2 separate regions of the Arachis hypogaea genome follow, and region 2 is linked to region 1. A link is a contact called in public Hi-C data. All regions are on one chromosome and are shown on one strand. The core of a region is the stretch at or near the end of the contact, and the rest is flanking DNA. Distances in the headings are between cores, read along the strand shown. Region 1 has its middle 26 kb from the start of LOC112766678. Region 2 has its middle 7.6 kb from the start of LOC112767606.

Region 1 (2,700 bases), core at 131-2,630:
AAATTTCTCTTTCAATTCTTGTTTTGATTTTAATTCTCATTATATTTTAGTGTTCTATTGTCTCAATCTTCTTAGTTTCTCTTGTTAATCTCTTGTTTTGCTCTCTTTTGTGTTATGAACAATTGTTGGATCTTAATTTCTTCTAATGCAAATTTTATGTTTTTATGTCCTTTTTATGTTCATCTTAATTGCTATTGTTGATTTCTTGCTTGTGGTAGTTATGGGTTTCCTTTAATTCTTACATTTTATGATGTTTACTTTTATTACACTCTAGGTATTTGATAAAATGTTTACACTAGTTTTTGAGTAGTTTCTTTTGCTCTTGGCTTAGGCTAAGGGAATTGAGTGACCTTAAGTCATTGGGTCTCAATGATTTGGTGATTTGAGAACCCTTGGTGATCAATTTGATATTAATTGACATTAACCCACTACTAATCTAATTAGTAGATAGGTTGGAACTTATGGGTTGATGTGATCAAACCTATTTGACGTACCTCAAGCTTAGGAGTAGATATTACGTACTTAAGACTTTTAGGGGTAGACTTAATAGGTTGGCCTCTCATAATTATCAATATTTAGTTTGTAGACAAGGATGGTGATCTCATATTACCTATGTCTAGCCAAGAGTATTTTTCCTTTCTTTTATTTAGTTAATTGTTCATTCACTTCTCTTGCCATTTATTTTCTTGCCAAAATATCAAATCAAACCCCTTGTATCTTCATAGCCAATAATTAAACACTTCATTGTAATTCCTTGTGAGACGACCCGGAGTTTAAATACTTCGGTTATTTTTTATTGGGGTTTGTACATGTGACAAAACCATATTTTAATTTGATGTGAGAGTTGTTTGTTGGTTTGGAGCTATGCTTACAACGAAGTGATTCCTTTCTTTAAGAAGAAAATCTAGACCGACAACAATTTTTGTATCAATAATAAAATAAATCCATTTTTTTATAAGTTGAGGGAAAAAATATAATTAAAAATTTTTCTTTAAAATTTCTAACTATGAATAATTTTAAACAATTTTTTATAAATGTTATTTGTTCAAATTTTTTATAACTCTTATAAAATATTGTATTTTTATTTAAAAATATTGTCTTAAAATTTTTATATTGTAATATTTTATAAATGTAATTTTAGATATAAAAAAATAATTATTTTTATGAATGACCAAAATTTTTGTTATCTTTATCCTACTCAAAGACAATTTGTCAAAAATATTGTCTTTGTCCATGTAAATCAATTTTTATTAAATATTACTTTAAATAAGGGGTTATTTTAGAAAAAAAAAAAAAATTGTAGTGTCATAACACATCCATCAATATAAGGCATCACCTCAATACAATCTAGTCAGACTACATGATAGCCCACCAACATTATATTATTAAAGCAATAACATCCAACAAACAAGTCAAATCCGCATCAGAATTAGCTAAAACAAAAAAAAGAAAAAGATTAAAGCATAGAAAGTTATCATTATTTCAAACCACCATCCCCAATCCTGGTTTAGAAAACAAGTATAACCCCTTTTGCATGAAAGCAAAATCACCTGAAATTAAATCACCTCTTAAACCATCGCTTGCTACCCACAGATAACATCAACCCTTAAAATGTTTTCAAAGGAAAAATATAAAATATAAAATGGAACACAATATGAGGAACTCTGCCAAGAACTATTAAATTAGATTCAGGCATATGAATAATTTTTTAATAATTTTTACAATTCTCACCTTCGTACATTATTTTGAACTTATCTCCATGCTAATTTTATCTTATGGAGTCCATGCATTATCCCACATGTTGATATAATGGGACCCTTGTGTCTTCATTTAATCAATTAATAATATAATAAAAGTATGATAATGTGTTCACTGTTCACATCAACTTCAACGTTACTGAAGGAACATCTTCAGTGCTTCCTAATATGATATTATCCAAAATGATAATCCTTTTTATATTGAGATTATATATTCCTTTTTATATAAATATAATCATTTTTTATTTGGCGAAAATAAAAAAAGGTAAAAAGCAAAAACGAAAAAGAAAAAGCTTGATCTATAATCCTTTCTAATAGTATGAAAAAGTATATATATAATTGTTTCAGAACGCTCCAAAAATTAAAGAGGAAATTAATCATTGTGATCAGCTTAATTATATATGTGCATTTTTTTATATATGAAATAAATTCTTTTATATATTTTATATGAATTTATTGAAGTATTGAGTTTGGATTAAATTTAAATAATTAATTCATGACATTTTTACTCTTATAAATATAAAGTTTGAGAAATATATGATCATTTTAGAGTACATTCATATGCTTTGTTTGGATGGAAGAAAACAAAGAGAAAATAAAGAAGTAGAGATTGAGTGAGGAGAGGAGAGAAGAGGGAAAGAAAGGAAGAAGAGGACCAATGCGTAAGTTGAATGTTTCGTGAGTTACGTTATTTGTTTGAACGAAGAGAAAATTAGAAAAGAAAAAAGTAGTTAGAATAGTAATATATGTTAGGTTTAATTATTTTAACTGTCTTTATAGTTTTATTAAATTTTTAAATTGACTTTTATTTATTTATTTATTTTTATTAAATTTCTATACCATATTAGATTTTATAATTAATTTTCTACTGTAATAAAAATATTGAAAATAACAGAATATTCCGTTAAACAAAACGAGTATGCTAAATAATAAATACTTGACT
Region 2 (2,700 bases), core at 26-2,525, 38 kb before region 1:
TTTTTAACATATTTTGAGATTTTTTTCACAAAGCTAACATAATTTATCATTAGCTATTATAAAGTAAACTATTAAAACGATACCTCAAAGTTTACATTATTAATAAAAAAATTCTAAAAAATGTTAACGATAAATAAACTCTCGAAAGATTTAAAAACGCAACAAAAAAATTAGATATTAAATATATATTCTAAAAAAAGACTTTAGATATTAGATTTTGATGTAAATTTTTGTAATTATTATTAAAAAATAAGATATTTTTATCTTTAAAATTTGGTAATTTTATGTCAAGTAAATTTTTTTAAAAGAATTTTATTCTGAATTATCATTTTTTAAAAAAAAAACAAAAAAAATTAAAGATCAAATTTTGTTCCAAATTTTTTGTGTACTTTCTAAATATTTATTCAAATATTACCACTTAAATTTATATTAAATAGAAAAATCGTTTGCTAAATACAAAAAAAAAATTGTCTCTTACAAAAAATATAATAATTATTAGTTATTTTTATTATATTTTTAAATTATTTAAAGAGCAATTTTATTAATATCATCTTTCAGAAATTTTATTGTCAATAACTGAATTTTTTAAATACTAAATTAATAGTTAACTCACTAATATAATTTAAAAAAAAATTTAAGTGTATTTAAAATATTAATATTTCAATAATTTTAATCGTTAATTTTAATTAATATATATTATAAAATTTTTTAAATATATTCAAAATATCGATGTTGTAATAATTATATATATTTTTTATAATTAAAATTAACTATTAAAATTATTAAAATATCAATATACTTACTACACTAGAAAATATACTTTTTCTTTTTCATATCCATTTAAACTATTGTAATACCTGTACACTTAAAATTCTTCCATTAATTTAACATAATGGCAATATTGTTAAGAAAAGTTTAAGAGTCAGTAACTTTATTAAATTATGGCCAGCATGTAATTAACAAAAAAAAGTGAGACATTAGATGAAATTTCACACCAACTTTACACTATTAAAATCATCATTAATGATTATTTAATCGTTACAAATCACAAAAGTTACTGCTCCTAGCATTCCTCGTATTATTATATTGGGAGTTGCATGAGTGCCACGTGGACCAATGTTTTCTCTTTCCCATAAAGTTACGATGAAGTGACACAAAAATACAAAATGCATGCGGAATATTAATTATTTAAATTTTTATAGGAGAAGAAGAGAAAAGAGAAAACATGGCGTGAAAGACAAGAACAAATCAGGAGTAGGATTTAGTTAGGTCACTTAGGTGCACGAATAATATATATCATTACATACACTACGGTATTATTCTATTTAAAAACAATATTGATGACGTTAATACCCGGAAAATTTTGTGTGTTAGCTCATTGTCCAATTATCGTCTGAAAAATTTGTGTTTTTCACCGTTAGATAATAAAAAATCAATCATACTTGAATATAGATGTGGCATCTCATTATTTTTCTTTTCGAACAATAAAAAGATAAAGTCTTCAAAAGTCATTAATTGATTTTGACTTGAGCATATATACTTAGTTGTTACGCATTTGGCCAATTGGAATTTGTTCTCTTTTTCATTCTCATGATTTAACTTAGGTACTTTTAATTTACAACCCCGCCCAATAAAAGTATCATGGTTATTTCATATCAGTAATAAACTAATATATCCCCTCCACTACCCCTTAATAACTATGATCACAAGTTGAGATTCTTTAAATTTATACATACTTTTGGCAGGGATGAATTGGAGGACTTTACTTTGTATATTATTCTCTTCTACAAATTTCTGTACCACAAAGAATCAAATAAATATAAAGCAACAATTTTACAAAAAAAAATTATCTTATATTATATTGTACAAATTCTTTCTTTACAAGTAATTAAATTTTAAGATCGAAAGAAAACCACCATAATAAAATGCAAAAATTATCTTATTTAAATGAGTTGTATTCAATTTATTCCAGTATTAATTTGTCCCTTACTATATATATCATCTTTTTAAAACTAAAAGATGAAAATATATGTCAAGATGATCATTTTACTTTAAAATTAAGAGTAATTCTAGTTAGAAAAACAATATTTTAAAATTATTTTATTTAACTTAATACTTATAATTTTATATATGTAATATTTATAATTATACACTTATTATATTTAATATTATATATTTATTTTAATAGTCAGTAATTAATAAATACAAACAAAAACCAAAAAAACAAATTATGACCATCTTTGGCTTCCTAGAATTTAACCTCAAACATTATATACATAAAATAATAAAATTATACATATTAAATTAAATAAAAATAATTTTAAATTATTACCTTTCTAATATTACTCAATTAATTATTATTTATCACACTACAATAAATTCGAATTGAGGCAACCCTTTAAAAACATTGCCTATAATAAGAAAAAGCGATGCCTTTGATTAAAGGCAACACTTTTTGATAAAATGCAACACTTTTTGGAATTGGCTATACGGCCGTTACCTTTGGTCTAAAGCAACAGTTTTTTGCATCAAAGAAAACCCTTTTCGTGGCAACCTTTAAAAAACATTGCATTTTCTACTAAAAAATAATTTTATGTAAGGGTTGCTTTAGAGGACCCAAACACAACGCATTAATAAAGACTTTATTGTGACATTTTTTACGAGTTGTATTTTTTAATACATAAAGTAACACTTGTCTAA

What was found. Hi-C and Micro-C count contacts between places; a contact is called where the count stands out from the background.
Region 2: a Hi-C map of an unstated tissue shows a contact between it and region 1, with 2.5 times the contacts expected there. The contact joins two enhancer-like sites. A contact is called at or near these places in 3 of 8 Hi-C or Micro-C datasets (leaf and an unstated tissue).

What each region holds. Positions count from the first base shown.
Region 1 is chr17:26,081,176-26,083,875 of arahy.Tifrunner.gnm2.J5K5, reverse strand. No RefSeq gene overlaps it. Among protein-coding and RNA genes, the nearest start is that of LOC112766678, 26 kb to the right of the region's middle. Within about 2 kb of position 1,380, at least 2 of the 3 cell types and tissues checked have open chromatin away from gene starts, as enhancers often do.
Region 2 is chr17:26,119,411-26,122,110 of arahy.Tifrunner.gnm2.J5K5, reverse strand. No RefSeq gene overlaps it. Among protein-coding and RNA genes, the nearest start is that of LOC112767606, 7.6 kb to the right of the region's middle. Within about 2 kb of position 1,275, at least 2 of the 3 cell types and tissues checked have open chromatin away from gene starts, as enhancers often do.